Regions from separate parts of the Mus musculus genome. Here regions 2, 3 and 4 are each linked to region 1. The links are chromatin contacts, called in public Hi-C and HiChIP or PLAC-seq maps. All regions are on one chromosome and are shown on one strand. The core of a region is the stretch at or near the end of the contact, and the rest is flanking DNA. Distances in the headings are between cores, read along the strand shown. Region 1 has its middle 5.8 kb from the start of Gm24240. Region 2 has its middle 14 kb from the start of 1810073O08Rik. Region 3 overlaps Haao (3-hydroxyanthranilate 3,4-dioxygenase). Region 4 overlaps Mta3 (metastasis associated 3).

The links. Hi-C and Micro-C count contacts between places; a contact is called where the count stands out from the background. HiChIP or PLAC-seq counts read pairs in DNA pulled down with a chosen protein or histone mark.
Region 2: a FOXA1 HiChIP or PLAC-seq map of pancreatic cancer cells shows a contact between it and region 1. The contact joins two enhancer-like sites. A contact is called at or near these places in 2 of 39 promoter capture datasets (HPC-7-derived erythroid cells and pre-B cells) and 1 of 115 datasets of contacts at active chromatin or transcription factors (pancreatic cancer cells).
Region 3: a contact with region 1 is called in a Hi-C map of CD8 T cells, with 2.9 times the contacts expected there. The contact joins two enhancer-like sites. A contact is called at or near these places in 15 of 39 promoter capture datasets (the 3T3-L1 cell line, the C10 cell line, the HPC-7 cell line and 11 more), 2 of 15 datasets of contacts at CTCF or cohesin (large pre-B cells and pro-B cells), 74 of 484 Hi-C or Micro-C datasets (B cells, the C2C12 cell line, CD4 T cells and 44 more), 29 of 115 datasets of contacts at active chromatin or transcription factors (DN3 thymocytes, the HPC-7 cell line, SST interneurons and 23 more) and 4 of 9 other capture datasets (adipose tissue, embryonic tail, liver and 1 more).
Region 4: a contact with region 1 is called in an H3K4me3 HiChIP or PLAC-seq map of pro-B cells, with 5 times the contacts expected there. The contact joins two enhancer-like sites. A contact is called at or near these places in 12 of 39 promoter capture datasets (the C10 cell line, the HPC-7 cell line, cranial neural crest and 8 more), 3 of 15 datasets of contacts at CTCF or cohesin (large pre-B cells, pro-B cells and stem cell-derived epiblast-like cells), 22 of 484 Hi-C or Micro-C datasets (the AML12 cell line, the C10 cell line, the HL-1 cell line and 16 more), 34 of 115 datasets of contacts at active chromatin or transcription factors (CD8 T cells, the NIH/3T3 cell line, the SCID.adh cell line and 23 more) and 1 of 9 other capture datasets (embryonic stem cells).

The regions. Positions count from the first base shown.
Region 1 is chr17:83,271,825-83,279,764 of GRCm38.p6, forward strand. No RefSeq gene overlaps it. Among named protein-coding and RNA genes, the nearest start is that of Gm24240, 5.8 kb to the left of the region's middle. Within about 2 kb of position 4,572, at least 392 of the 459 cell types and tissues checked have an H3K27ac peak or open chromatin away from gene starts, as enhancers often do. A contact at or near this core is called in B cells, CD8 T cells, the CH12 cell line and 16 more, where this site is marked.
Region 2 is chr17:83,899,866-83,907,805 of GRCm38.p6, forward strand. No RefSeq gene overlaps it. Among named protein-coding and RNA genes, the nearest start is that of 1810073O08Rik, 14 kb to the right of the region's middle. Within about 2 kb of position 3,921, at least 81 of the 459 cell types and tissues checked have an H3K27ac peak or open chromatin away from gene starts, as enhancers often do. A contact at or near this core is called in pancreatic cancer cells, where this site is marked.
Region 3 is chr17:83,827,829-83,835,768 of GRCm38.p6, forward strand. Haao (3-hydroxyanthranilate 3,4-dioxygenase) reads right to left here. Exons shown (of 10, transcript NM_025325.2): 5 at 7,647-7,736; 6 at 7,363-7,406; 7 at 6,951-7,096; 8 at 4,499-4,567; 9 at 3,999-4,081; 10 at 3,526-3,893. The coding sequence ends at 3,815. Among named protein-coding and RNA genes, the nearest start is that of Gm41637, 5.2 kb to the left of the region's middle. Within about 2 kb of position 2,938, at least 98 of the 459 cell types and tissues checked have an H3K27ac peak or open chromatin away from gene starts, as enhancers often do. A contact at or near this core is called in B cells, CD8 T cells, the CH12 cell line and 14 more, where this site is marked.
Region 4 is chr17:83,804,485-83,812,424 of GRCm38.p6, forward strand. Mta3 (metastasis associated 3) reads left to right here. Exons shown (of 17, transcript NM_001379391.1): 16 at 1-113. Among named protein-coding and RNA genes, the nearest start is that of Gm41637, 18 kb to the right of the region's middle. Within about 2 kb of position 3,052, at least 62 of the 459 cell types and tissues checked have an H3K27ac peak or open chromatin away from gene starts, as enhancers often do. A contact at or near this core is called in CD8 T cells, the HPC-7 cell line, double positive thymocytes and 1 more, where this site is marked.

The sequences.
Region 1 (7,940 bases), core at 3,322-5,821:
AGGTATAAGCATTGTTTGCCACTGTATCATCTTTCCCAACATAATCCCTCACAAATTAAAGGTAGAAAAATGCAGTGGCTGGGGATATGGTTTAAATCAATAAAGTGTGCCACGTAAACAAATACACAACAGCCAAGTGAAAGGCTAGGCATGGAACACACTTGTATAATTCAGTGCTGAGACAAGCCGACCCCCTGGTGCTCTCTGGGCAGCCAGTGTTGCCAAAGTGGCACAGTCTGGATTTAGTGAGACCCAGTCTCAAAAACTAAGGCGGAGGGGCTGAAGCCAAGGCTCGACGGGTAAACTCCCAGTTACTGCTCTTAAAGATGATCCAGACTTGGTTCCTGTCACCCACATGGAAGTTCACAATGGTTTGTAACTCCAGCTTCAGGGGTTCCATTACCGTCTTCAGAGCCCTTTGAGGGTACCAGGCATGCATATCATACATACATACACACATACATACATACATACACACACACATATACATACATATACACACACACATACATACACATAACACATATACACACATACACACACATATGTGTATACACACACACACACACACATATATATATATATATATATATATACACACACACATACATACATACAGGCAAAACACTCATATACATAAAATAAAAATAAGTAAATCTTTTAAAAAAAAATAAGGTGGAAAGTGAAAAATAAAGACACACCTGACAGCAACCTCTGGCCTCCATGTGCACACACCACATACAGGTACAGCACACACCCATGCATTGCTCGATTACTCACATAAGTGTGTGTGAGCACACACATACACACACACACACACACACACACACACACACGATAGATAGATAGATAGATAGATAGATAGATAGATAGATAGATCGATAGATAGATAGACAGACGGTCTCTATGGGAGACACAGAAGACAAAAGGACCCAGAGAAAATGAGAAGTAGAAAGGCTGGCTCAGGAAGTGGATTTCACAGTCCCACTGACAGAAGCCACTGAGCCGTCTGTCCGCAAGGCAAGGTGACAGAAGTCAGCCTTTGCGGCAACCAGCTGGCCCCACCTGCTCACAGTGGGCCTCTGACCCTGATCGTCCCTTCCAGCTGACTTTTATTTGATACCTGGTATGTGCCGGGGACCTGTGAGAAGTGCTCTGGACACTTCCAGCCTGGGAAGAGACATAAAGCTTAAGGGACAGCATCTCTATAGCATCCCGGGCTTTAAAGGGATCCCCAGACCTTTCCCCTTCTGCCTTCCTCTTCCCAGTTTGAGGAGTGCTCAGTTAAGCCAGATACCCCAGAATTGGAGTCTGAGGAACACCCTCCTGACCTATAGGACCTCGGATCCCCAGTATCCTCCTAGCCCCTCTGACCACAGTCTCCATCATCAGTCCACCTCTCACCTGTCTGTCTCAGAGCCAAGCCTGTGACCTCTGCTCACCCTGTCCACCGCCACAGGTGCCCTTCACTAGCGGGTCCAGAAAGGAGGATGCCTCTGCTTGCCTGGAGACCGTTGCTCCGCACATTTTACCCAAGCAACTCGGATCTTACCACTCTTCTCACTGCAAACCGCCGCCGCCATCAGTTCCCTTGGGTTCACAAAAGCCCAGCTTTACAGCAAGAACTTGGGCCAGCAAGGACCTATTCACAGGGACCAGCCTAGCCAACTGCTCTCGGTGAGGAGCCAGGAATGTGAAAACGTTAATGGTTGCAGGGCTGCTTGCCCTTCTGCACCCCCACCCTCCAGTGCTCCCCCGTTGCCCTATCCCTTCCTCTGAACTGGGTCTGTTGTATCCGTGCGGATCAAGAGTCAAGACCTCCGGGGTTGAGGGACAGGAGGGAAGGAGGCTCTAGGGAAATCCGTACAACTCAGAGGGCCCTCTGTCTCTGCCGTTCCTTCTGCCAGGTCTCCATTCCCTCTCACACCCACCCCCCTCAGCACCCCAGGGGGGTTCACTTTACTCTCCTGCTCTGACTGGGAGAGACCACGCCTTTGACTGAGACCACGCCTTAACTCCTCCCCAGCCCAGAGTCCACACACGGCCCAGGTCCCAGAACCTTGGAACCTTGAATTATTCCGCTTGAACCCCTAAGAGGTCACAGCGGTGATGTTCTTTCCATAAAATGATAAAAGTAACCATCCGACTAAGTAGCCCTCAGATGCCAGGCACCCACTGGCCCCAACTCCAGCCCACTGGGCTTGTGCATTCCTCGGAACTCTCTCCTTCCATCCCCACCCCTACATTTCCTGTCAGTCCCTACTATCCCCTGTTGGGGTGTCTATGCCCACTGATCCCGGGGGGGGGGGGGTGGGGAACAGGACTGACAGAACCCACCCCCTTATGAACACTGGAGGAGGAAGTAGCTACTGGAGGTCACTGTCTTGGCCATTTCCTGTTTCAGGAACAAAGATGCCAAAATATGTTCCTTTTTCTTATGAAAAAAATGTAGGGGTTTTGAGAGTTGGAATTCCCAGAACCATTGTCGATGCTGTGAGCTGACCGGGTTGGAAGCCTTTGCCAAGGCTGCCTGGGCTGTTCTCACGGGTGAGTGTCTAGAGGCAGTTCTGGAAATGATGTCTGGATCTCTCTCACTGATGGACAGGCCTGACCTCAGCCTCCTGTCCTCCCAGGGTTCAGGGGGAACTTATGCAGAGGAGAGAGTCCCCTCTCCAGACCTTTGGCTACTTGGATGGCCTGAAAGGGTGAAACATAAGATACAGCAGCACTTGGGCTTTGAGCTTAAAGTCACTCTGTCCTGAAGGCAGACAGCTTAGTGAAAGCCATTTCTGTCCTCTGTCTCAGGCTAGGCCACTTATAAGCCCCATCGGAATGACCAAATAGTATCAATTTGCATGAAACCAGAACCTTCTAGGCTGTCCAGGAATGGGGGAGCATGGAAGTAAAGGGGATCGGGAAAACGGGGCTCTACCAATACGACCAAGATAGACAGACCTAGAGCCGGGACAGGAATGTCCACGAGTCGGTGTGGCCTCGGGAGACACAGAGCCAAGCCCCCAGGACCTTCCCATCCTGGATCTGGGTAGCAGGTGGCAAGTACCCTCTGTGTGCTGGCTCCATATTGGCCAGCTTTGCCTCTGGTCTATGTTGTTAGTATCGGGCCTGCCCAATTCCCTCCTCATCCTTCTTATTCATTCAACAAACATTTAAGCAGTCTTTATACTGGAAGGTAAACACTACTAGACGGTAGGTCCCCAAAGGTATATGAGATTCACCAGGGCCCTGGCGTGGTGAAGCTAACATCTAACTAGGAAGATACACGGAAAAGCTTTTGTTCACAATCCAGTGTGAGAAAAGCCTTTGTTCACAATCCAGTGTGAAAGTCCGATCGTATATAGGCCATGGAAACGGACAAAGTGCAAGACCCAGGGGAGAATCCACAGACAATAGAAGACTATTGACCTGGCTGAACATTTTGTGTGTGATCTCCATTTTCATCGTGTGGGTCCTGGGGTTTGAACTCAGATCGTCAGGCCTGGCCTCAAGCACCTTTACCGGGTGGGCCATCTCAACAGGCCAAATGTATTATCAATCAAAGCAATCGTCTCAAGGGAAAGTAGAGAGACAGTCTAGATCCGTCCACCCCTGTTCCAAGCAATAGGGGCCAAACTCCTAGGAAAGGTTACGTGGGCCCCACTTAGGATCCGCCCTCTGTCTTCCCACCTCCTAATCCCTAACCTGATCAAACTGTTGGTTCTGTTCAGAAGAGAGGAGCCTTCTCACCTGACTCTTCAGCCGGGCGTGGTGGCGCACGCCTTTAATCTCAGCACTCCGGAGGCAGAGGCAGGCGGATTTCTGAGTTCAAGGCCAGCCTGGTGTACAAAGTTAGTTCCAGGACAGCGAGGGCTATACAGAGAAACCGTGTCTCAAAAAACAAAACAAACAAAAAACCAAAAAGAAGGGTCTCCATTTCCTTCTTGTGCCTATACAGTCAGAGAGGGTCCCACTCTAGGCCCTTACTAGAGTAAGGGTCCTCCTTTCTCCATCACCCCGTCCTTACCACCTGGCAGCAAGCAGTTCCTGAGGGGCTAGCCTCATTCCTGCCACCCCAAGTGGGAAATCCCTATCTCAAGGACGGTTTCGAAGCCTAGACAGAAATGTTCACATCACTGGCAACAGCTTTCCAAAGGCTAAAGCTGGCACCTCTAGGGGCCCACTGCCTGGAGCAGGCTCCGAGATCAGTGGGGTGGGTCACAGAGAGCACATCCGGTCTGGTACATCCTCTGCAGGGGTGGGGACCATTGTGCAGCTAGCTGGCCTTCCCAGGGGCGCTGTCGCATGTCCTCAGTCAGAGACCAACAAGCAGGAGGCCTGGCTGGCCTGGAGAGTCTGCAAGACCAGAACACGCGGTGCCTCTGAGCACCCACACGCTGGCGGGGAGTGGCTAGGGAGCTGAAGGTGGGGTTCGGGGAGGATTCCCCGGGCAGTGCGGGGGACGAGCCTGCGGACCGCTGGCGCGCGCCCCCGATCCTCCCCGCGGGAACGGGAGCGCGGCGCCGCGGGAGGAATCCCAGCTATTTCCTCTGCGCCCCGCGGTATGCGGCCGGCTCGCCTCCCTCCGAGTGAGCGAGCGCGGCCCCGGCACCAGCTGACTGCCAGCTGCCCTGGCCGCGCCGTGCAGCTCCGGATCCCGGCCAGCCGCCCCCTCGTCCCAGGCCACGAAACCGGCCTTTCCAGCAGCCTGAGACCTGTACCGCTGTGCCAGCCAGAACCTGTCCCCGGCCCGCGTGGAAAAGCCGGGCGGACATTAGCGCCCACGCGAGTGTCATGCGTCTGGGTCTGAAACTACAAGTTCCTTAACCTAGTTCCCAAACTGTTGTGCAACGGTGACCCCGGCCTACTCATCTGTGTTGCGACAAGGTTAAATGTGAAAAAGAAAGACAGAGACAGAGTGTCAAGTGTATTTTCGTTTCTCTAGGTCGTTGCTGCTGTTCTTTATTTTGCTTTCCAGTCATAAGATCCTGTGCTGGCCTCTTTCCAGCCCGGCTTGTCAGTGAAATAGTCAGAGCGGGCTTTACTCGGAGACCTGTAGGTGGCTAACTCCTGCTGGGCCTGGTCTAGACTGGGTTCTCACTTTGCATCATCTATCTATCTATCTATCTATCTATCTATCTATCTATCTATCTATCACGGTTTGCCAAAGTTTCCCATGTTGGCCTCGAACTCGTAGGCAACCCTCCTGCTTCAGTTCCCCTAGTGCTGGAATGACAAGCTGTGAGCCACTATGCCCAGCCTGTGCTCTCGTTGTTTTGTTTTAGGGGTGGGGGGTTGATTGTTTGTTTGTTTTGTAGCTTTAAAAAGTCTGATAATGGAGTCCTCCTTGCTTTTAACCATTGTGCTCCGAACCACAATCACTGCTTGGAAGGCAGAGAGGTCAGTTATTTATATATGTTCAAATGATGTCATTGCTGTCTGAGAGCAACCAGGGAGGTAGTTGGTGGTTAGGGGAAATTGAAGGTGCGCACGGCCGATAACAGGTCTGCAAACGTGGAGTCCGGTAGTTGTGTGTCTGAAAAGAGGATTGTCACCGTGAACTCTCTGGGACCCTCTTTTCCTACTACAAAGAAAAATTCTTGCCAGTTTTGCCTTTAACTCTTCTGAGTAGCTGCCACCAGGGCGGGGAGGAAACTGAGACAGATCCTTGGCCACCCACACCTGCCTCACCACGCCCACAGCCGCGGCTGCTGGGACACGGGAGCTGGAAAGCCCCGGTTTCACCAGGCCTAACCACCAAGCCCTTTGCACAAAGGAGCTGCAGTCTGGCGTTTCCCCTGCCCGCCCTCAGTTTAGACTTCTTAGCTTCCATCCCAGCTTGCATCCATGGCCAAGCGCCAGCCACTTAAATCGATAATGTGCCCCCCACCCCCCAGAACAGTCCCTACACATGTGGCAGCCATAGACCTCATAGATCCAGGTGGAGACAGAACCGGAGAGATAGGTACTATAAATATCGCAGGCCAGCAGCAGGCAGTCTGAGCCTGCAGGCAGAGGCTCCCCACCCGCTCGCTCGCCCGCCCGCGCCTGAGCAGGGCACTTCCGGCCATCAGAGTAGGAGGAGCAAACAGCATCAGTATCAGAGGCCTGAGTTTCCTCTCCCCTAAGATCCCATCCTGAGCCTTTATCTCCTGCCTTGGCTCTCTCTTCCTAACTCAGAAGTCCCCTGACCTTTATCTTCTCTCCTCGTTTTCTGACCACCAGGGTATGCTGGAGGTGTCTTGAAGAAATGCAGGCCACTCTTTGAATTGGTGAGAAATGCCTTTAGTTTAAAAGGGAGAGGGGGACAAGGGTGTACTCAGTTGCTAGAGCGCTTTGCTCCCATGCCTAAGCTCTGGCTTCAAGCCCCAGTGTCACATAAACCAGGTGTGGTGTACACTTCTATAATCAAAAGGTAGGAGCAGAAGGCTCAGACATTCTAGACCATTTTCTGCTACAAAGCAAGCTCAAGGCCAGTCTGAGATTCATGAGCCCCTGTATCAAAAAGATACAACGTGACACTTAATTTTGATTGGACCTACTAGGACAATCTACTAACAGCAGAACCGCTAGTGGCAAAGAACCGGAAAGTGGGGAAGTGACGCCTCCAGAAAATGAGGGCTGCTACCCCAGCAAGCTGGTGGCTGTCTAGTGGGACTTCCTGAACTGGGTCTGCCAGGTCTTGTGTTTGGTGAGATATAGTATTTCAGGAGGGACTTGTTTCTTCTTAGATTCAACTGAGACAAAAAGGGTTAATAATAAGGCCCAGGGCCTCTGATGGATGCAGGTTTTCTGTAGGGTGCTCAGTGGTCTGCTAGCTTGGGGAAAGGGTGGAAGGAGGTTGGCATATTTGAAGCTCAATGGAGCGATCTAACACACCATTCTTCAAGTGGGGCTGCAAAAATAAACCCCTATTTAAAGTAGAGCGGGTAAGTCTTCTAAAAATACAGCCCCATCTCTCTTCCGGTGTGAGAGCTGACTCTAGACACGGCCGAGGAAGCACTCTGCAAGCTCTGACTCTTGTGTGAAGCGCACTGCTAACACTCCGGTTTGGCACACTTTAACATGAAGCAGCACATGAAGCTAGCATAACGCCTAGCACTTGGGAGGCTGAGTGGCAGCCTAGGAGAGGGGTGGGAGTGGGGAACTCGGGGTGGTCTGCTTCTGAGGACCCACAGGCTAAGGAACTTCCCCTGGACACTCCTCCAGCAAGGAGACCTGAACCCCAGCGTCTCGTTAATGTGCATTGTGGGATAAAAGACCCCACTGTTTCCTTAAGCTGGAACTGATTCCCCTGAAGTCTTTGTCTATTGCAAGGAGGATGGCCTTCCCACTGCACTCACCTGCCTCTAGCTGACCCCAGCTGTGAGGGGCCCTGCAGGGGTCAGACAGGGAGGAACGACTGAAGAGTAAGAATGGAAAACCCATGCAGATCGGCTTCCTCAGACTCTGGGGAGTCTAATAACTGCCAGTTTAGTCCCAATGTACTAAGCACAGTATAATTTAGAACAGGGGAAAAAAAAGTCTCCTGGTGTAATGGAAGCCCTGTTGCGCAGGGAAGTGTAATTACATTGAAACCCTACTCAGAGTAGTCGTCATTTCTTCCAAGAAGATGTGTTCTAGAGATACGCTACCTGCACTAGCTTAAAAGCCTAAGAGTCTGGCCTGGTCTCCGTCATACGGATAGCTTAGAGGTCATTTGAGCTAGTAGCCACCTCTGGTCCTGGTTGTGGGAGATTAGGGGAGGCGCTGGCTGTAAGGGTCATTTAATTTAGATCATTAGCCATCTCAGGTCCTGGCTTATAGGAGCTGGCTATGGCCTGGCCCAACAGATAACACAGATCACCAGGCTATTAACCCTTCCAATTCTCAGCTTTCTGAAGGAAGAACAGGTTGAGCATCTTTTCCGTTGGAAAGGCAACCCTGTGTGCTTAACATTCCTGGTT
Region 2 (7,940 bases), core at 2,671-5,170, 630 kb after region 1:
TTCTTTACATGTTTGCCTCTGCCTCTGGACCAGGTCCTGCGGAGCCTGGAATGCCTGACTCTGCACTAGCTTCACAGCTGGCCTTCTTCTGAGTTCTGGCCACTTCATGGCTGTGTCCCATGGGCTGCTGAGGGCCCTGAGCTCCTCATGTCACAGTGTCATTGTACAGAAAGACAGGCACAGACTTGCTAGACACAGGGCTCAGAGCCACACGTTCCTGCAGTGTTTGAGTCCTGTGGAGGGACTCCTTCCCAGTTACAGGACTGGGTCCATTCTGGTGACCATGCTAAGCCGCACTCAACTGTGCCTAAGGCATAGGGGAAGTCGGTCACTCGGAGCTTCTCTTTATTTAAAGTTTTGGCATCTTATTCATCCTGCATATTTGGAATTAATCTTGAATTTTAAAAATATTGCTTCAAATATTTGAATTGACTGTTGAGGTTTGGGGTGTTCTGTTGCACTTCGCTCTTGAGACAAGGACCTTGCTGGCTCCCCCCGCATGGGTCCGAGTCTGTGACAAAAGTAAAGGGCACACAGAGAAAGGAGATCTGGGTTTGGTCCTGCTGTACCCATGAGCAGAGACGTGTAGGAATGGAAGTAGACAAGACTTTTCCAAGAGGGGGCTCACAAAGTCTGGTGTGTGTGTGTGTGTGTGTGTGTGTGTGTGTGCGTGCGCGCATGTGTGCTTGCGTATGCGTATGAATCTTTTTGTAGGGGTGGGAAGGAGAAACAGACTTTCAGGATTCCTGGTGTGGGCTAGAGTATATTTGAGTCTTTAGACATAGAAAGAGAATCAGGGAACAGCACTGGGCAGAGGGAGAGAAAGTCCCCAGAGGAAAGTGAGAGATTTTAGTTTCTGAAAGGAGAGCCTGAGAGAAGGGATAGGAAAATAAGAAAGTTAAGGGGCAATGCCCTTGCCTCCCACCATCAACGATGTGCACCTAGCACGCTGCATGCAGGCCGGCACTACCACAACTCGCTCACTCGAGTGTGGTCACGGCCGTGTGCCACCAGGAGAACGCAAGCCTACATGTGTGCCCCATGTCTAGGTCAACTCTCCACCCTCTCTTCCTTTTGTTTCCCTGGTTACAAACCCATTCATATTAACTGTAGGAAACAGGCAGAGATGTGCAGATCCTGCAGGAAGGAGCAGAGCAGTGGCATCAACCTGGCATTTGGGCATAAACACTGTTGTTCACTTACAGTGACCTACGATGCCTGTGACCAGGTAAGACATACAGCAGGCAAGCCAGTACCCCTTACTTCTAACAATACCTTCCTAGCCTCTGATTGCCACCATGGCAAAGTCTCATGTAGCCCAGGGTGCCCCATTATGTCCAGTTTAATGCTCGTGACTGAGCCAGGGTTCACTGGATGCTAGAAATCACTGTGCCAATGGAGTTACAACCTCGGTGCCCTTCTTGGGGCGTGGGTGCATGTGCAGAAGCAAACACATTCTCGAGCTTAAGGTGGAGTCTCCTGTAGCCCAGGCTAACCCTATGCTATGTCATCCTGGTCCTCCTGCTTCTGCCTCCCAGTGCTGGGGTAACACATCTGCTCCATCACTCCTGGTCCATTGGGGCTTCCTACCTAGTCACTGGTTCCTCCTAGTCACTGATGGCTGAGGGCTTCATCTTAGAGACATCCCTGTAGTGAGAATTTTGTTCTTTCCGAAAACCCAGTTATGTGACTATGTTTTTGTTTCAATCCCAGGCGTGGGATATGGGGGCTGACTAGGCTTTGTCTCATGCTCTGGCAGGGCCTGATTCTATCAGCTGAGAGATAGTTTAAGTTTGGAATTCTGGAGACTCTTGAGCGGTTATAAAAGGGCCAGAGCCTGCAGCGGTGGCTGCTGCTGTTCCCTGCTATTGCTGGTTCCTGAAGCTGCTTTTGCTGTTCCTCTGAATTGCTGGTTGCACATATCCTGATTATAAAGACTGGACTTGCCCCTGAGAACTCAATGCCCCTAACCATCAGGAAGTAGTCTAAAGAAATCTATGCCCCCTTTCCTTCTAGGCTTCTTTCTTCTACCAGGGCTGGGGGTGGGGGGCATTGGGGGAGGAGAAGGATGGCAGAGAGAAGAACCCAATAAAGTAGCCCAAAAGCACGGTTACACATCCCACGGAGATCCAGGCCTCCTAAGCATCCTCCTGAGGTTTCTTACTCAGTCTTACCAGTATCAGAATCTGCAGCATCACAGGAGCTCAGCCCTTCTGTGTGGTGGGCACCATGTCTAGACCCTGCCTGCCTGGAGTCTCTCTGGTGAGCTGGCCCTGAGGTTTACCGGGCTCCCTAGGGACCATTGCTTCACTGGGTTGTGGGGTAAAGACAGGGAACAGATTTCAACTCGTGCCTCCTGGAAACCACATCAAATGGTGCAGCTAGGAATTAATAAATAAATCTCGGAGACAAGTCAATTACCGTTCCCCTGTGGCCCTGTCCCCAGGGGCAAACAGTGGCAAGTGGTTCCCAGCCCCAGCACGTCTTCCCCAGGGCAGGACAACCACTGCAGCTGGCTTCTGTCAGATTAGCTGGGCAAGATGTGACAGGCCTCTGTCCTCTGGGGAAATCGCTCCTTTCCTGGGAGGTGGTGAGGACATTCCCAGGTTGCTCTGTTCCTGCCCTCTCCCTGCACCCTCCCAGTCTTACCGCTTTACCATTGGGGAAAAAAAATCAGACAGATTTCTTGTTGTTTTTGAAAATACATATTCATTCTACAAAGGCTGAGGGAAGCCTGCTAGCTACAAGGTAGAGGTTTTGCCAGGTTGGGGACTCTTGGAGACACAGCTCTTTCTGCCTGTGAAGAGTTTACAGTCATGCGTGTGGGCAGGATGTGTGTATCAGGCAATGTGGTTGCATATAGCAAATTTTTGTGGTTAGCAAGGAGGGGAGAACCTAGTTTAGCCTAAAAGGTTCCCCAGAGAGGCCTCTGGGAAGGTGATACGGGACAAGCTGTCACCTTGACGGGTAGTGAGTACTGCAAGGTTTATAAAGCAGCAGGGTCAAGGAATGGAGGTGAAGTGAGAGGGCTCTGAAGCAGCTGGCTGGATCCAGATGTGAAGGGGACAGAGTTGGGCTGGGGTGACAAGGGAGGGGAGCTACAGGTACCTGATGACAGGGTTTTGGGGTGTCATCAGAGAGAAAGAGAGAGAGGCAGACAGAGGGAGAGAGACAAAGAGAGAGATAGAAAGAGACAGAGACAGGGAGACAGAGACAGACAGAGAGAGACAAAGACAAGGAGACAGAGACAGAAAGAGACATAGAGACAGAGACAGGGAGATGGGACTTAGGTTTGTTTTAGCTTTGTGTACTAGGCACAAGGTGTTATTTCTACATAAACCAACTCTGTGGATCCCACCAGACTCAACAAATAGCAGTCTTCGCTCTGTTCAGCATCAGGGAAAACGAGTTCTCCAGCATTCGCTGCCTCTGAGTTTTCTCAGCTTGCATCGATTAGACAAGTCCTTTAGATTGATCATTTTCTCGAGTTTACTGTGCATAAAGATCACTTGGGACATTCAGTTAAGTGTGGCTGTTTGGTGTCTGTCATGTGGACTCGGGTCCTACATGGCTCAGCAATGTGCATTTTTAACAAGCTACGTGGATCAGAGAGCACATTTTGAAAGAAACAGTCCTAGAAGCTGATTGTATCCTCCTGGGGAACGTGCTGGGATTGAGGCTGCCGACAGGTGGCAGTACTGCATCGTGATGCTCTAATTACACCTCGGGCTTTCTTCCTTAAACTGGGATTGTTGACTGTAACTGGCCGAGACAGACAGTTCTGGGGCTTGCTGTTTTGCAAGAATGTGTAGAAATGAAACTGGGTTGGTGAGGAATGCTCGGCTACTTGTGGGGTGGGGTGAGGTGAGGTGAGGTGCTGAGGCGGGAAGATCCCAAGTTCAAGAGCTGCTTGGGCTACACAGTGAGTTCAAGGCCACCCTGAGCAGCTTTGGTGAGCTCCAAGGTGAAGTGGGCTTAGGAATGCAGCTCTCACTTAGCACCTACAGCGCCTCAGGCTTCCGTTCCCAGAACAACCAGATAAAGTAGACAAAGTAAAATAAGTTAGTCAGCAAATCTTACATTTCAAAAAAGTTTAAATTTCATTTTCAGCCAGCAGAGTTGAGCTTTCAATACAGAGAATACAGAGATCTCTTGTCAGGCATGTATTTTGATCACCTGAAATATGGATACTCCTGGGAGAGATGTGCCCAAGGTTCAGTGAACACATGGTCTTTAGTTATTATTGGTATGATTATTTGGAACGTCCTCCGTCTTTATCATGGGGTAGAGTCTCTTTTTCATGCTCATCATTAAGTGAATGAGGCAGGGATGGGAGGCCTTCCCTGGGTTTCCTGAGCAAGCCAGCGACAGGGGCGCCTCAGCTTTCAAACATAGCTCTTGGTTTATACTTGACTGACATGGTGGTCCTGGTGGCCTGGTCTAAATTGAAAACTGACTGGAAAGGGTCCAACAGCAGAGAATTGGCCATTAAATGGCTATCTGAATTAGTGACCCCTAGCGCCAGCTCTAGGGTGGCCTGTTATGAGATGATGCCCTGTCACTGAGAAACATCTCAAGCCCCTTTCTGTTTGTACATTCTTTGGGAGAGGGGGTTGATCCCTGAAAAAAAAAATCAGAGTGTATAAATTCTATGGTCTTTCTTATCCCTAGTCAGTGGTTTTGGCTGATTCTAAGTGATCATTGTTGGTACCAGACGAGATGGAGACTCTCAATTGCATCCTGCTTTCTCTGTGCCTGTTTTTAACTGCATCTCTGCTTTTCCTTCCCCTCTCTTCTCTCTCTCTCTTCTCCTCCATTTCTCTCCTCTCTCGTTCTGTGTTCTCTCTTTTGTTTCCAACAAGATCTTGATATGCAGCCCAGGATCGCTTGCCTCAGACTTAGACCCACTGAATTTCAGCCTCCCAGATGCTGGGATCACTAGAGAGAGCACCGCATCTGCCTACAGTGGCTTTTTAAAAACAGGGAAAAGGAAGGCAAGAACAATAGAAAAATCGCTTATTATTATTGTTCGCCACCATGTCATGTAGAAACCGTATCTTGAGTTAAGGAAACTTGTTGTTTGAATGATTTTTATCAGTTTCTTTCTACTTTATAAGCTTGACTTCTAGAAAAATTTGAATTATAGGATATGTTGCATTCTATCCTATAGGCTGCACTGTGTTGGAAATTCATGGAAATTCATGCTTTAGTTAGAAATTAAATGAACCAAAGTTTGTTGGCCAATGATATATTAGAAGTGAAAAAAAAAAAAACAAAAACCCCAAACCCACCCCTTACCCTTTCAGTCTCTCTTTTTGAAAGGGTCTCACTGTGTAGCCCAGATTAGCCTGGAACTTGTCATTTTGCTGCCTCAGCCTTTTCAGTGCTAGAATCCCAGATGTGTGCCACTATCTCTGGCTTTGAACTGATTATTATTTTTCTTTTAAGAAAAGAACTTTTCATTAAAAAATTTAAAACTTAAAGACTTGCAATTGAAAACACAGAATTTACCATCACAATGGTTGGAATGGGTTGTTTTTCAATACTATTCCTTAGTCATGCTTTCTCTCAGCCTGGAGGGTGAATCTTCACAATTCCTGCTTCGAGGAGAGAGAAGACAGTGTTTTGTGCTCCAAACTGATGCTCACTCACAACATCTATGCCTTATGTACAGAGAAATGGGATGAGACCTGGATGGCGAGAGTAGAGAGTAGAGAGCCCCATACCCGAGGTGGGAGGGACCTCAGGCAACAGCAAAGACAACAGTTACAGGCCGTCTTTCAAGACCAGAGCTACAGAGAAGTCTGGCTTGAGAGCTGTTGGCTTTTTTCCCCCACAGGCCCAGACCTTGTTGGGAGGAGAGGTGCGGGTTTGGCTGAGCAGACTTGCTTTATTTCTCATGGGAATTGGAAGAAGGAATTCCCCTGGACATGCCTGTGGGACCCCATGACAAGGAAGGGAAGGACAGAGGAAGTGCCTGAATTTGGCTTCCTTTAGCTGCCCCGTGCTGTCTGCAGGAGTGAGTGGCACGTAGGCCATTCATGTGAGTGAGGGCAAGAGTTTGGGAATTCTCTGAAAGTGTGCTTGAGAAGTTTGAGCAGAAGGGTGAACAGTTATAATCAAAGAGGAGAGAGGGCCTGGCTATTCAGGAGCCCAAGGTAGAGTTCCCATACCCCACATCTGATGCCCAGGAGGAGCCATAGGGGAAGGGAGGCCTCCACCCAGGAAGTAGAAACAGAGCAGCGATTCCAGATCCTCAGCTACAAGCAAGTGGATGCGACTCAGCTCAGAGACTGGAGGAACTGGACAGAGCATCATCAGTCAGCATGTGTTAGGTAAGGCTGCAGTAACAAATGTGCCTGAATCTTAAATGTAGTACTGTATTTCTTACCTCCTGGTACACACTGGGCTCACCCTGGAATTCATACCCTGATGTCCATTCTGGGATCAAGCTGAAGGCCAGCCCTTACGGAGGAGTAAGAGTAGAGGGGTGGTAGAGATGAGAACAGCATTGGTTCTTTCTACATGTGCACGTGTTCTAACAGCATTGGCCAAAGCCAGTTGACTGGGCAAAGCAGGTGCCTTCTCCACGAGGTATCCCAAGTCCCCAGGGTTTGGAATAGGGATGGATAACCTTCTTGCAGGCATGGAGGGTGTGTGTGGGATACTCACAAGAACAACAGCCTATTACAGCAGTGATGCCTGCCTTCCAGCAGGGCTTCTGAGCTTCCATGCCTCTCTCTGACTTTCCCAATCCTAGAGAAAGAAGGACAAGGATTTGTTTAGAGGCTATGGCCCAGAGAACCCTGACAAGACTCCGGTGGGATGACCAGCTTAGCCCAGGTAGTAAATGAGAAGCAGCTGTGTTTCTTGTCACTACAGAGAGGTCTGGAAGACGCTGTGGCTCCCAGCCATGGCCAGAAGTTAGAGGATCAAGAGCTGAGGGACTGCCTGCTGTCTGTCTCCTTGACCAATTTCCTGTGCAGTGGTAGAAGGAGCTTTATCTACAAAGTCAAGCTGTTCCTCACCTCACAGCTATTTTCAAAGAACTTTGTTGTTTTCTAAAGATATTATCTATCTGTCTGTCTGTCTGTCTGTCTGTCTGCCTATCATCTACCTACCTATCTCCCAGCTAGTATCACGATCTGCAGCTTTGACTGGGACTTGCTATCTAGGCCAGACTAGTCTTGAACTCATAATGATCGTTCTGTCTCTGACTCCCAAGTCAAAGCCTTTTTTTTATATAAGACAACTTACTACTCGATCCCTCCATGAACTGACAGAGATAGAAAGACAAGGACTAATTCGTCGCTATCAAATAGAGAAACCAAGGCTTGGGAGAACAAAGGATGCATCTGAGACCACGCAACCAGTTGTCAGCAGAGATCGCAGGAGCCAAGTTCTTTTTCTCTGGGCTAGGTATTCTCCGTGACTTGGGCTGGGGCTGCAGAGGCAGCCCGGTAGAGATGAAATAGAAGGGGAAATCCCGGAAGCACACAGAAGTTATGGGTGGGGCTGGAGATTTGGAATCAGAGGGCGGCTCTCCCTATCATTCTCCTTTGAGTCAACTCTAACACAATAGAGTCTTGATTTCCTCCTTTATGAAGTGGACTGAAAGCTGGGGTCCACACAGAAGTTGTGAAGTAAGAGCCTAACTGCTGAAGGGGTGGGTCTAGAAGGTAATTAGGGGTGGTAAGGTTATGAGGCTGGAGCCCTCACAAATTGCTTCCAAGCCCTTGTAGACACAACGGAGTGTCTCCCACAGAAGCACATAACAGGACATAAATACTATGGGAGCTGGAAGAGGTTCTTCACCAGAGCCCTGCCAGGCTCCCTAATCTCAGACTTCCAGATGCCAGCTGTAGAAATGTGTTGCGTAAGGCTTCCAGATTTGAAGAATATAACTTTTACTCTCCCGATGTGATTGCTGTCTTCCAGGC
Region 3 (7,940 bases), core at 1,688-4,187, 550 kb after region 1:
TGGCTTTCCCGAGGCAGGCAGTTAGCAGGCACTGTTGAAAATGTTCTGCTCTTGCCAACAAATGGTGGTTTTAGTCCATCTTTTCTAATGGAAATCCAGAGCTTTACTTGGGCAAAGAGACTGCCTTCCCTTACATTCTTCTTTCCTTGCAAATACCCGAGCCTTCTATTTAAAATTTCCTTCTGAGCCTTTTTTTCTGGATCTTTCTTTTTGTGTGCCCCCTACCCACAGGGACTTTTAAGAGGCGGATCATGGTCCACTTTGCTCTCTTACTAAGAATCTCACCCATTACCATTACCCCTGCCTTCCTGTTCCAGTTTGAGGACACTCCCGTGTCTTGTTTCCCTGGAGACTTTCCACACCATGCACCGAGGCTTGACCTCCTGCCCTGTAAACCTGATTGTCCCCCAGAATGGTCCTGAGCCACTGCCTACCTACCACCAGCCATTATCCCTGCTTAGCCCACCGGTGCCTGCGACCTCTGTGCTCGTTGCTATGGTCTGTGTCCAGGCCTTGGCCAGGAATCACAGCCCGAGGTCAAGGAGAGCTCTCCGCCTTCACCTCTGTGTGGTCTGTGTGTGTGTGGTAGGGTGCGCTTGGTGAGCATTAGTGACTGTTGGGCCCTCGCTTACCACTTACCAGTTCCACTCGCCCCCTCACACGGAAAGCAATGGATGACGCTACATCGTACCCTGGATAGGAACAGCTTACGCTGGGAGAAAGAAAGAGAAGCTACAGAGTGCTGGTCTACATTTGCATCGTGTGGACCAGAGCCCCAACATCTCCACTTTACCTCACACCCCTCACCACTGCTCTCCTCATTGTACAAAGGGAGTGTTCTCCTTTCTTCCTCTCCCCTCTCACGTGCCCCCTTCCCGTTCCCCGTATGTACGTCCCTCCTCAGTCCTCTCATGTTCCATCTTCTCTCCTGTAGCTGGCAAGGGTCAAGAGTCATGGTTTCCATTCCTTAAATGGAAGAGCAAGTCCAAAGAAAGGTACACTGAGCCAGACCAAGGGAGCCCTCCTTTCCCTGGGGAGTGTAGTGGCAGCCTAACGTCCAGCCTCAGGGGGGGTAGGGGTCCTTTAGAGAAGTCAGGCCTGGGGAAGTTGGGGCAGGTGGCAGTGGGACTGGCAAGCTCAATGGAGACAGAGAGTATAGCCAGAACCACAGGGAAATTCCAAGGCTGGTTAGGAGCTGGATAAGGACAGCTCATGCCTGTCCAAGGTAGGCAAAAATGGCTGTGCAGCAGTGAAGGGCATCCAGACATTTCCCTCATGTTAGTTTGAATTGGAGCAGCCGGCTAATTGTAGATGTGTTGACAGAAAGGTCTCCAGAAGAAGGGGATGGAGATGGTGACATGTGGTCCCCTGCAGCACCAGGGCTGCTCTAATCCTGTAGAGTACACACCTGGGTAGACTCCTGGAAGACAGGCACTCTGGGTAGCCAGCAGTGACAGTGACAGTGGCGTGAATCCACTGGTGGTGGTGTCAGCAATTCCGTAATGGGAGAGGCAGCCGACTTGGAAGCGTTTGATCTGACTGAGGCTGGCTGGCCCGGGCTTGGCCTCCTGCTCCCTGGTAGAGATACTCCTGGGATGGAAAAGCCACAGTGAAAGCCAAGGGAGGGGGCAGGTGCAGGAGAAGGCAGTGCAGACAGAAAGGCAGCCAGGGACAGACAGGGGTGACCTGGAGGCTGGGCAGGGGACCCACAGCCCTTCCTGCCATCTGGCTTTCCTCTGAGATCACTGGTGAGTTTTCAGAAAGTGGGAAGTGGGTAGAGGCACCATGCACACTGGTTTCAAAATACGTGCATCCATTGTCTCTTGTCTGGCCTCCATCCTGCCTGCTTTCCCCTGTTTTCCACTCCACAATGTCTCTCTCTTGGGCCTCTGCCTGGCTCTGACCCTGAGACCTGTGTGATTCAAACATGTCTAACATGGATTGACCCCCACCCCAGGGGACTATGGAGAGGGAATTCGATCCCATGTGAAAGACCCAGAGCCCTGGAGAGCAGAGGCCCCCACCGAGGCACCCTGATCATCAGCGTCACAGTAGCAGTAACGCCCATTTAGGGGAAACTATTTCCTTCTGGTCAAGAAAATGCACTCTCTGACTTGGGGGAGACCTAGCATTCTAGCTGGGAAGGGCAATCAACTCCTTGGCTAACGTGGCTAGGGAGGTAGATGTTTGTTAAGCCATGTTAAGGGGATTGGAGGGACGCGTTTTCCATTGATGACGCAGTGCCATTTCCTTCCCAGAATTCCCATCTGTGCTGCGGTTGCCTGTGGAGTTGAGGCCCAATTGCTCTGTTAAGTCTTTTCTTCAGGGAAGCACGGCTCTCCCGTCCTCTTGCTACCACTGTTCTAATCAACCTTCTCAGAAGCCCAGGCTTCCTCACGTGTCTCTGAAGCACGTCCCGTTTCCCCTTCTGCCATTCAGCTACATGTCTGGCCTACCTCAAATGGCAGCTGCTGGGATTTACAGCTTTCTCGCTATGGCTGGGGGGTGGTGGGGGGGCATATTTTAAATGTTAAGAAAATTGTCCTCTGTAAAATCAGGTGTTATTGTCACCTTTGTGGAGAGCATTGAAGAGAAAACGAGGAAGCCTGGTTGTCCTTTCCTGACAGATGGAGCCATTCCTTCTGTGTTCTGACCCCCCCCCCCCCCAGCATCTCTAGACATGGCATGTTCTCTTCCCAGATCTGGGACAGAGAAACACACTGGTGCCACCAAGCACGGACCAGGCCACCCTGGACAGTGGACATTTGAAGGCACCAGTGTGGTCCTTCTTTGCTTATAGAAAAGCTTTGGGATAGGAAGGTGCTGATGTCATATCCTTCAAGGCCAGAAAGCTCCCTCAGCCAAGTCAGGTCCCCTTTGACCTTCTGTGGAGTGTGTCAGAGCAGTGAGCCACCAGGCTAGGGCAGGGAGACTGGGCTCTAGTTCCCTTTTCTTGAAGCTCTGCCTCTAAGCCTAGGTTTGTTCTGTGCAGATGCAGGCTCAGTATTGTCAGCTTCTCACTGAAGTCCCTCCCTGAGCCCAGGCTGCCCAGGAAGGCCTGCTCTGTGCAGATGCAGGCTTAGTGCTACAGGCCTCTTGCTGAAGTCCTTCTCTGAGCTACAGATGTCCCACTTGCCTTTCCTCCACTTGTAGAAGCTATGACAGTGATTACCTCTGGGGGTGGGGAACTCTGTGTTTGAGGTATTTCTGTTTTCCATAATTAGCATAACATAACTTCTGTGGTTGAGAAAGAAACTCAGCAGAGTGGGGGTTTGTTGTTATTTTTAAGTATGTTAACAACTAAATGAATGAACAGGGAACAGAGGGAGAGACAAAGAAGCACGCGGCTTTATAAGCAGGATGCGGAGCGGGTGTGGATCAGGGTTGCATGCACAGGGAACCACCTATCCACAAGAGGTGATGACACACATTAACAGGCCTTCTAACTCCCTGTGGCAACTGTTGTCCCCAAGTAACACATGACAGGGGAACACAGGTCTGCCACCTAAAACTCGCAAGTACTCATTCAGCAGGATGCCTTTATTGAGAGATTTCTTAGTGTCAGGCTGCTGGGCACATGGGGACAGTGTAGGGCTATGGCTGTTAGAAGATCGGGGACTGCTGATGTCCTAGGAGTCTGGCATCCTGGGCTGAGCTAGGCAGGAGGGTTGATGCCAGTGACAGCTCTCAACCACTCAAGGGGCCTGCTGATGTCCATGGAGATGCAATGAGGCTGAAAGAGCTGTCTGGAAATGGGCAGCTACCAGGTCATTACTCAGGCACCCTGTGGCTGCTTGGGGCGCACACAGGAGGGTCACCACCATGGCTTCTTACGGGCAGGGTCTTGTGTCACAGACAAGGCCACAGAGCCTTGTGCTCGCTCCCACACATACCTGTGGGGACACAGATACATAAGAGTCAGGCAAGGCCAGAGCCCAAGGGTTCCAGGGAAAAGGGCATCATTGTCATGGCTTCAGAAAGTCCTGGCATATACTCACGAGGTTCCAGCAGGCACCAGCAGGCTGTCATCTGGGGCCAGGGCTATACACTGCCCTCCCATTGTCACCTTAGAGGAGCCCTCCTGTGAGAGAACAGCAGAACCAAGTGAAGGCTGATGAGGCTGAGCTCAAGGCCAGCCTGAGTGAATTAGCAAAACCCTGCATTGAAATAAGAAAAGTGTGTGTGTGTGTGTGTGTGTGTGTGTGTGTGTGTGTGTGTGCACATACATGAGTACATGCATGGTGGGTGTGGGAACGGGGAAGCAGGGGGTGTTCAATGGTAGAGCTCTTATAAGGAGGCCATAAGTTCCATCCCCAACACTACAAAACCACAGAAGAGGCTGGGGGCACATCAGGCCTCAACTCTCGCTTTCATGTCCCCGAGTCTGCCTCGCAAGAAGGCCCTGAGAGTAACTCTCACTATGGGAGCCTGAGGTCCAGGGACAAACCAACCCCCATGGACAGGAAATGGTGCCACCCAAACCTGGGATCCCACTTGCCTGTTGCCACAGCCACACATCCACATCCTGCCTTGGGCCTTTGCTGCTACCTTGTCCGTGGGCAATGACCTGGGGAAGACAAAGCAGAGCGTTTTGGGATTCTGCTCCATTTGGGAAATAGTCACAACCCTGGCCCTTAACCATTATCACCTTCGAGGGACAAGATGTGCCCACTTCCACAGCCTCCTCCCCATGTGACGAGCCTACTCGTCAGGGATCAGAAAGGGATCACACACACACACACACACACACACACACACACACACACGCCCTCATGGGTGTCACCAGCTCACACTCAGACACACCCAACCCGGGCCCCCAGATTTCCACTGCCCTTCCTGTGAAGTGTTCAACGTCTGACTGGGGAGAACATGAGGCTGGGGCCTGCTGGCCTTATGATTAGCGAGAGCCTGCGCTCCTGCAGGCTGTAAGGAGGGGTTAATGGCAATTGGCAAAGGAGAGCTAGAGCAGGTAGACACAGAGTAGGAAGAAGCCATTAGCTACGGCTGTGGTGGGTGGAGCTTTGGGCGTCCCTAGTACTGGAAGAGCAGTCTAAACCTGTGTTCTGCCAGCCTCCTGCCCTGGAGTGACCACTGTTTAACTTTTAAGTCTTCCTCCTCCTCTTCCTTGCCCTCTTCCCTCTTCTTCTTCTCCTCCTCCTCTTCTTCCTCCTCCTTCTTGTTCTTCTTGTTGCTGTTGTTGTCCTCCTCCTCCTCTTCCTTCTTCTCCTTCCTTTTCATCTTCTTTTTCATCATCATGATTATCTTCATCATTACCATCATCATTATATGTGAATGTATGATGTGTGTACATGTGGTCATACATGCATGACTTGTGGCATCAGCTCTCTTTCCACGTTTTTGTGGGTCTCAGTTATCAAACCTGGATTGCCAGGCTTATACAGTAAGCATCTCTGATAGTTTGTCTCTGCTTGGCCCAGGGAGTGGCACCATTAGGATGTGTGGCCTTGTTGGAGTAGGTGCATCACTATGGGCGTAGGCTTAAGACCCTCATCCTAGCTGCCTGAAAGCCAGTATTCTGCTAGCAACCTAGAACTCTCAGCTCTGCCTGCATCATGCCTGGATGTTGCCATGTTTCTGCCTTGATGGTAATGGACTGAAGCTCTGAACGTGTAAGCCAGCCCCCAGGTAAATGTCCTTTATAAGACTTGCATTGGCCATGGTGTCTGCTCACAGCAATAAAACCCTAAGATAGCACCTTGACCCAATGAGCCATCTCGCTGACTCCTGGTGACAGGCTGTGCCATTGGAAACCCATCACACATGCGAATAGCAGCATCCTTGTAGGTGTTCTCTGGCCCAACATCACAATGAAAGGCTGATGGCTCTGAAATTCACTCTAGACTTCTCCCCCAACATGTGGGCGAAGCCCCGATGTCTCTAGGACATGGCCCCTCCCTTAGTCTAGTGCAGCAGAGTTCTGGAAGCAGCTAGCAGTCCAGCCTCCTTGCTAGCCTTCCCACCTAGCTCTGGCCAGCCTCGGCTGCTTACAGGGCTAGGCTGTTTCAGTTCTTCTGACCTTTATGTTTCTTCCTCCTCCAAACCACTCCCTCCACCTCCCTCCTGCAAACCCTTACACTAGCTTTACAATTCTACCCAGGGCCGGAGAGATGGCTAAGTGGTGAAGATCACAGAGACCCCAGACTCAGTTCCCAGTACATTCATACGCATCTGTGACCCCAGTTCCAGAGGGTCTAACGCCCTCTTCTGGCCTCCACGGGCACCAGGCAAGCACATGATGTACGCATATGCGGGCCAACACCGATAAGCACAAAATAAAATAAACAAATCTAAAATTTTTAATCAAACATTCTAGGTGCACATGACCTCCTCCAGTTATTCTCCTATGACTTTCTGTTTTTCTCTAGTAAATGAGCTGTCACGTGACTGGCAGTTGTGGGTTAATTTGTCCATAGCAACTGTCTTGTTCTTACCAAAGCCTAGAGCAGCAGGAATTCTAGATGAAAGGCCAGCTTGTATGTTCTCTAACACATTGCTGCCCAGCCTCTGCCAAATAGCTCCCTCTTCAGCTTCCAAGTTCCCACGTGACAAAAGCCCAGGGGAGGTAAGCGATTCCCAGGAAGGTGACAGTGGACATAGAACCTCCCACTCTGTACACAAAGCATCCTTGCGACCATGAAGGCACCCAGAGAACTTCAGTCACAGCAACACTGTTAATCTCGGAGATAGAGAGGGAACAGGAAGGCCGTTCTCATGCCTCTGAAGTTTCTCTCTGTGTGTGTGTGTGTGTGTGTGTGTGTGTGTGTGTGTGTGTGTGTGTGTGTGGGTGTGTGTGAGAGAGAGAGAGAGAGAGAGACAGAGAGAGAGAGACAGAGAGAGACAGAGAGAGACAGAGAGAGACAGAGAGAGATATTGATTCCCATTTCTCAGGTGCTGGCTGGCTGGCTGTTGAGTGCCCTGAGCTGTATTACCTGGGTCTCATAGCTGTCCCCAAACAGGCTTAGGGATGTGCCTGCCTGAAGCTCCCTGGAGTGGCCATCCAGCCAGGCCTTCAATGACATGGGCTTCATGATGGACCGTGTATTCAGCGGGAATGGCAGCTCCTTGAGCAGCTGGTCTGCGCCAGTGACACAGTGATGGAGAGTGACCTTCAGGCTCAGGCCACCCAGCCCCAGTATAGCCGGGACCCAGAAGCCTTAACTCAAGGCCAGTTCGGGATTTGGGTGCAGCCGAATGACTTGGCAGGCATACAGGTTGCTACTTGGTGTTGTCTGCTCAGTACTTTAATTACTAGGCAGAGGATTCAGGAAGAGGCTCCTGGGACCACGTCAAGACCCATCCCACTAGAGAGAAAGAGGGAGGGAGAAAAGCGAGGGGGCTCACCAGGGTTGGGTTTTCCTGTTCGGTATTGCTCAGAGTGGAAGAACCTGCAGGGACCAGGCGAGAGGACGGAACGACAGCATTTCTGTTAAGATGCTGGTGAGGTATATACCCTACGCAGGAGCCAGCCCACGTTCATAGCCCCTCACAGGACTTCATCGTGCTTCCCCTCCCGACCCTGCAGAGTGGCTCGTCCCATCCTGGAGGTGGGAGATTCTTTTAAACTCCCACCCCTGATGGCTCCAGGCCATGGGGCATTGAGGGAGGGGCCCATAATGGGAACTTACTCTTGGATGATGGGTGCTAACTGCGTGCCAAGGTCCTTACAGTGGAACCATTTCTCGAAGAGGACATCCTCAGTGTCCCCCACGTAATACCTGTGAAAACAGAGGTCAAGGGAGCCCACATTCCATCTGGGCAGCTTTGGGGCAGCCTGGTTCAGGCTGGGCTCTGCTTGAAGGCCTCCTGCTGAGTCCAGGCACTGCATAGCTAAGCCGTGTTTGTTACTTTCTGTTGGCACAGCCTAGGATCACATTTAACGCCGGGTGTGTGCAACCCAGGTAGAACTCGAGCTCGGAAAC
Region 4 (7,940 bases), core at 1,802-4,301, 530 kb after region 1:
GTCTCCACCAAGCCTGCAAACTCCAGCTACCAAGAGGATGCTCGCCGCTCCGAATCACACATCTCTGAGCATTCTGGGGAAAAGAAACTACAGCCATCACAATGGTCTAGATGGTACGTAACCCTGAGGAGCCTCCTTCTCTGACGGGCTGGGACCACTCTGTCCTCTCCTGCTTATTATGGCTATTCTTAGCTCCTATGGTGGCTCATGCCGTAACCCTGGCACTGTAGAGGCGGAGGCAGGAGGACCAGGAGTTTAAGGCCGATTCTGGCCACCAAATGAGTTTGAAGATAACCTGGGCTACATGAGCTCATGTTCCAAAAAAGCCCAGAGGTTGGTGGGAATGTGAGCCGGTAAGGGCATGAAGGGTAAGGCTGCTGTGGGCCAGTGAGACCTTGCTCAGCACCAGCTCCCCACTGCCACATGCGGCAAGAGCCTAGTTCGGAGGGGAATCTGTATTTAGCCAGTGTTCCTGCTGCTGTTTGGGCTCACTTCTCAATTTAACTTTCCTTGCCTAAGAAGGATTACGTTGCCTCGTGTCGAACCCTCAGTGATCTCCAGGGCTTTCTCTGCATTCTGTGGATCACGTTGGATTTGGCATCTGTCCCTAACTTCTTTCATCATATCCATGTTTTTAATTGCCCGAGAGGGCTACATATCATGAAAGGAATTGCCTGGGTGATATCCTAAATACAGAAGTAATTTGTTTGAAATGGAAAACCTGAGAAATATCGCCTCTTACCCAGAGCGCATCTCTTCGGCTCAGCCATATAATGACTCTTCAGGCGGAATTGAATTATCTCACCATTTGGACCCCAAACGCCACAGTAATAAATCACGCAGGCGGTAGATATTGTTCATTTCGGATGTCCTAGAGTTTGAAGCTGTCTTTACTGTTTAAGTCTTGGCATGTATTTATGAATAAAACTCTCTCCAGGATTTTCCTGCCTTAGGAGCTCTGCCTTTTTCAGAGACAGTAAATTACATATAACAAGGCCCTAGAGCACGGATATAGAATAGGCCTCCTATAATAATTCCCATGGCTGACGTCCCTTTCTGTGGCGTTCGATGGCCATCATCATGCCAAGATGGGTAAAATACTGCGGGTGAAGAGCTTAGCGGGTGAAGAGCTTAGTTTGTATTTGTAAGATATCACGTGCTATAAATGTGCCTCTCAAGGGTTTGGCTGCATCGCAGGTTTACACAAACACTGTCAGGGCAGTAAGAACTTTGGCTCCCTGTCCCTCGTGTGCCTGACAAGGAGGCAGTAGAAGACCAAGCAAAGAGGAGGTCAGAGGGAGAAATGGGATTTCGTTTCAGCTTCTCCTCACCCACAGAGGGGCCTTGGGCTCAGACTTAAAGGAGTATTGGCTCCTTTCTTTCCACCTAGGCATGTCCTCTGCTTCCCTGAGTCCTGCTGCAGAGCAGAAAGTAGGTTGTGCTCTCTCCTCTCCCTCCTCCTCCTCGTCTTTCTCTTCCTCCTCCTCCTCCTCCTCCTTTCTGAGATAGGCTGGTCTTAAACTTACTATGGAGTTAAAGACTAATCTTGAGAGTCTGTTCTTCGGCCCCTCCCTCCCAGGGGCTGGGTACAGGTGTGTGCCATCATGCCCATTTTAGGTAGTGTGGGGGGGATCGAACCCAGGGTTCTATATCTGCTAGCTACATGCGTCTGTCACCTCCCTCACTGCTGTGTCAGAAATACCTACCAAGAAGCAACTTAAGGGCTGGTGAGATGGCCCAGTCAGTACAGTACCTACCACACATGTGTAAGAGCCTGGGTTGGATCCCAGCTCCCACCTAAAAGCCAGGTGTCGTGTGTCTGCAGCTTTAGCAGAGGTGTGTGTGTGTGTGTGTGTGTGTGTGTGTGTGTGTGTGTGTGTGTGTGTGTGTAGACAGATCCCTAAAGCTCTCACACACCTGCACATACATGTACCTACTTGAACATATACATCCACATATTCATACCCACAAAAAAAAACAACTTTTAAAGAAAGGAACTTAAAGAAGGGAGGTTTTATTTTGTTCACAGAGCCAGGGAATATAGTCCAGCGAGATGAGGAAGGCACGGGGCAGGCCTGAGTGGCATCTGGTCACATTGCATCTGCGAAATGCAGTCAACAGGAAATGGGGCCAGAGTGTAAGACCCCAGTGGTCTGCTTCCTCCGCCTACTAAACCTTCTGCAGCTCCCCAGACAGGGCCACTGTGTGTGGACCAAGTGGTGGAATGCAGAACTTATGGGGACATTGCACATTCAAGCCACAGCACCAGACAAGCAGTCCACCAGTGTGCCACACCCCCAGCCCTTCACCAGTCTCTGCAGTAACCAGTGCTGGAAGTCTCCCTCGCACCTCACACGGCCGCTCTGCAGCCAGGTCCAGACCTGTACGGCAGCTCCGGTCAGGTCATCTCTTCAGCACCTGGTGCCCAGCATCATGGCCCTCTTCTCCTTGGGGCTTCGCCTCCAGAGCAGCTTGCCCTGCTTCTCACTGAATGAATGCAGGCTGTTGCAAGGTCACTGCCTCTGCACTCTGAAGAGGACGCAGGGGCACAGCACGCATGAGTTCCTGACGCCATACTGACCAAGTCAGCAGCTCGCCGCGGGTGACACCTGCCTCGTTTCCCAAAGATACCCAGTCTTTTCTTCAAAACTCTTTGATCCGCTGTCGCAGCTCAAAAAGGAGGCTGGTGACAACATGCCTTGCCGTGTGCTAGCCAACTAACCTGTGCCTTCCCATTCGGTTCACGCAAAAAGATCTCTGGTTGGGATGGGTTTGTTAGGGCACACAATTGTATCTCTGTGCCCAGAGCCTGGCACTTAGGTGCACAATATAAATTATACAAAGGAAAGTGTTGAAGAAAACAGACCTAGTGCAGTGGATTGTAATTCCCCAGTTTACCAAATATGGGCACAGATGGACTCTAAGTCAAGGACAACGAGTTTCAGAATCACTCTCTAGTAACTGCTCCAGCAAGCAGAGAGTGTGGTGGTCCACACACGAGCCCTAGCACTCAGGAGGAAGTGGTGGGAGGAGTCTTTAGACCTGCCCAGGTTACGTACCCAGACTCTTATCTTAAAGCAGAAGGGGCTGGCGAGACCGCTCAGGAGTTAGAATCATACTCTCTCTGCAGAAGACACAGCACACGTGCCTGGTGGCTCACAGGGGCCTTTAACTCCCACTTCCTCTTCCACCTTCACTGCAGTCGTGTGCACATAGCCCCTCACACATAATTAAAAATAAGATAAAAACTTTTAAACATGCTTCTCTTTATTTTTGGTTGTGAGCCCAGCGGAGCCATCTTTCCAGCCCGAAAATATTTTTTAAAAGCAATGTGAGTACTATTTAGAAATAGGAACTATAATGGCTCCTCGGCCTTTGGGCTAAGATCAAGTGTAGAAATAGAAGCTATATTAACTGTTTTAACAGCTAAGTTATTATAAGACATCAATAGAACAACAGCTGGACGGTAGAGCAGACCAACTAACACGGCGAATGTCCTTGAGTTCAAAGGGCACAGAAACTGGAAGTATCTCAATTTAGAAGCTTTCAGAGGATATACCAGGCGGTGATGGTCCAGAACTCGGGAGGCAGAGGCAGGCAGATCTCTTGAGTTCGAGGCCAGCCTGGTCTACCAAGCTAGTTCCAGGACAGCTAGAGCTACACTGAATGGCTAGGACTGGAACAAGCTGCTTGTGCTAACAGGGTGTGGCTGACTGGAACAGAAGGATACTTGTAGCTCTCTAGCGCCCCCTTCTGGGAGAAGAGGGAGCCGTGGCAAAGGATTTTTTTTTTTTTAAGAGACTTGGTCTCAAGTGTCAGGAAGCCATCAGAGGGATAAATTTGGTGCCTTGAGGCCATACTGCTACAGAAACAGATTCCTAGTGGGCCCTTTCCTTGGAACAGTGACCGTGTTTCTTATTCTCTCAGGATCCAGGTCCTGACTAACCTCAGTGCTGGATAATATCTGGTTAGTGTAGTAAGTTTCCATCTCCTAGTTCTATTATCAAATACCAAAGCAGGTACAGATTCACGGGGAAAAGCCTTACCCCGTGTGATACAATGTTGAAACCAATTAGCACAGGTACTTAATTACCACAGCCAACAGATGGACAAGACTGTGAAGATAGGGGAAACTAATTTGGCTGCAGACAACCTGCTTCCAGTGAGTGTCCCGCCTCCCAGCTTCCTGTCTCTTCTCTGTCACTCATCTCCCCTCCTGTCCTTGCCTCTCAGGTGCTTTTTTTACTTTTAGGCAGGAAATCGCTGTGTAGCTTACGATCCCACGGAGTTCCAAGTGTATGTCCCTTGGTTCTGTATTTCTGGGCCCGAGGTGAGGTTGGAACATCATAGCAGCAGAAACATAAGCCAGCATTGTTGACCACAGCGGCAGGCAGCAAGCACAGGTGGACTTCCGGTTCCCGGTGGTGGGAGCTCTTGATATTTGCAAGAAGGAATTTTTTTTCAGACATTTAAAAAAAATGGTTTTTCGTTCTTTTGAGACAAGATGCCATGTATCCTAGCTTCCCTCAAACGCCAGATGTAGCAAAGGTGCCAGCATGCCTAGTGTCTACAGTACTGGGGTCTAACCTAGGGCCTTGTGCACCAACACACATTTATTTTGGGGGAAGCAGTCTACAGCTGAGCTCCATTCTAGATCACCTTGTCACACACACACACACACACACACCCTCCCCTACCCCCAAATAGACAGACAATTTCATACTGCTTTCCTGAAAGTTTCTGTCTTTTACTTGGCCCTGGTACAGACTAGGGTCAGAGAACAAGCACTGAGTGTGGGTTAAGCCAGTCCTAAGGCGTCGGACCACATACAGCACCCACCCAACGGAACTGACTCCACCCAACGGAACTGACTCCACCCAACAGAACTGACTCTGCCAGTGCAGACGGGCTCATGTGTCAGAAGCCTCGGTGCAGGGAGCTGGAAAGGCAGGGTTGATCTGACAGTCATACCGCGCAGATATGTTCAGTGTGGTACGTCCTAGTGTCGGGCCCTGTGCTGTCACCCACCCATTTGCCGACATACTTAGAGGTGCTTTGATGTCATTTGCATTGCTGGCAGACAGAGAACCTGCTACAGGGGTTCCACTACGTTAATGCCCAGTTATCAGGGATAGGCCCTTTAAGGGAAGCTCTCTGTGCCTCTGAGAGCGCAAGAAAGGGCGGCGGGGCAGGGGAATAGAGGCATTTGTACCATGGGCAGTGGAGACAGGTAGCCAAGTGTTTGCAGGAGCTGCAATGAATCTCGGACTTCTCCCTCCTGCTCCCGTGAGGCCTTTGGCTTCTTCACACCTGTTTTCTCCTCTTTCAATCTGTAAAGTGGTGATGGCATCCGCCTTACAGAGCTGCTCTCACGATGACATCATTTATACTTTTATATCATTTCATCATTTCATTTCAGTAGTGGAGAAAAAAAAAATCAACAGCCCAGAGAGGTTTAGTGACTCACCCAAAGTCACATCGTTAATGGGTAACTGCGGTGGGATTTGAACTCCCAATCTTGTGTCGTCCTCTAGGTGAACAAGGACCCTGGGCTGTGCTGAGTGAGGCATGCTCTTGGGTGATGTTCATGTTTCCTGGGTATAAGAGTCGAGTGTCTGTTTGCAAATACATAGGAAAATGCAGTGGGTATTCGGGAATCTTTTGGTTTCATTTCATTTTGTTTGTTTCTTACTCAGACTGAAGGTCTAACAGAAACCTGTGGGCTCCATTCTCTGGCTCCCAAAGCCTCTCCTTCCGTGTCTCACCCCTGTAGTGTTTCCTTTCCGGCTTTCAGGAGAGTGGAAAAAAAGAGAAGAGAAAATGCAAAGAGTCACTTGAAGGTAGAAGGTGTTTAAATGAAGTCTGCTGCCTCTGACTCATAGTGGGTGCTCAGTAAGTGTTAAGGTTCTATCTGCAGTGTGGACCTATAGCTCAGTTGGAAAAAGGGCCAGTCCTGCCAGCACAAGGGCCTGCATCTCATCTACAGAACTCACTTTTGAAAGCAGGGGTGTGGCGGAGAGACCTGGGCGTGGTAGTGAACGCCTTTGATCCCAGCACATAGGAGGCAAGCCGAACTCTGAATTCACGGCCAGCCTGGTCTACAGAGTGAGTTCCAGGACAGCCAGAGCTACATAGAGAAATTGTCTCTGAAAATCAGAACTGGGGTGTGAGGGGCACTCTGGATAAATGGCTCAGCAGATAAGAGCACTGGCCGTTTTTCCAGATTTGATTCTCAGAACCTTCATGGCAGCCCACAACCATCTACAACTCTACTCCCAGGGGATCTAATGACCTCTTCTGGCCTCCGAGGACACCAAGCACCCATGTGCCACACAGACAGACATGTAGACAAAGCACCCATAAGCATAAGTAAATATAGTTTTAAGAAGACACCTGTTCATAATCCTGCTCAAGGAAGATCAATCCCTGGGACTTTCCAGCCATTCAGCCTGGCCGTCTTGGTGAATTCCAGGCCACCATCTCAAACAAACAAACAAACAAACAAACACAAAACAGAACACACAAAACCAAACAAAATAGGCAACACCTAAGGAGCATAGCCAAGGTTGACTTCCGGTCTCTGTGTGTACACACACACACAGAGTAGCTCTCCAGTGAGTAAGGTGGTACACACCTGTTATCCCAGCATTTAGGAGCCATCCTCTCCATAGTAGCAAGTTTGAAGACAGCCTGGGCTATATAAGAGCCTATCACACACACACACAAAGAGAAGAGAAGAGAAGAGAAGAGAAGAGAAGAGAAGAGAAGAGAAGAGAAGAGAAGAGAAGAGAAGAGAAGAGAAAGGAAAGGAAAGGAAAGGAAAAGAAAAAGAGAGGAAGAAAGGAAGGACGATGGAGGAGGAGGACTTGGAAAATAGCTATTAAAGTTTTATTTGGAAGAGGAAAGCTAGGATATCAACCAGTTTTATAGTTATGTGAATTATATATTATATATAAATTAAATGTCAGCTTGTTCCTTATGACTTATTTTTTATTCATAAACTATTTCATCCATGCGTTTAATGAATTTGGGTCATTCTTACCACCACGCCCTCCCCTCCCTCTCACACTGAACCCCTCCCCCTCACACTGAACCCCTTCCCACTAAATTCCCACCCCTTCCTGCAGAATCCCCGCCCCTTCCCACTGAATCCCCTCCCCCTCCCATGGAATCCCTCCCCTTCCACTGGGCCCCTCCCACTGAATCCTCTGTCCAACTTTTTTGTCTTTTGTATTTTTGTGACCCAGTAAGTTTAATTAGCAATGCCTACAAGAACATGAATGGGAGTTTGTTTAACGGGACATGGCCCCATCTTATGCAGGTAACCAAAGCTACTTTGAGTTCGAGAGTGTGGTGTCCATGTCATATGTATATATATGGATTGAACTTGGGCACTGTACATACTACACAAGTGCCCAGTTACCTTTATTTCTTACCTCAGAGTGTGATTCTCCTAACGTGACTCCGGGACTCAATGCTCTTTACTTACAGGCCCAGCTACTGAGGAAGCTGAGGTAGGTAGATAGTGTTATATCCCCCATGTATATTTTGCACATTAAGGGGTGTGATATCTTTACAAAGAAATTGCCTTCGATTACTTAATTCCAAGGAGCAGTAAAGACAGGAATTCCATTTCTAGAGTGGGCTTGCTTGCTTGCAGGCTTGTATAATTAGAAGCCGACAGCAGCAGGATGGGACATCAAGATCTTCAGACAGCAGAGTATTTCTCACAGTGAAGACTAAATTTGAAAAATAAAAAATCCAGCAAGGAGAGAGCAGATGGGCTGAGTACGCCTCCCCTGACCTCCTCAGCAGATGGACTCCTCCCGCCCGCTTCAGCTGATGGAGTCTTGGCTGGCCCGATGCGCTGACCTTTCATTACGCTGGCACGATTGCGTGCTATGACTCCACCACCATCACACGGGAACCTGGCGGAAAAG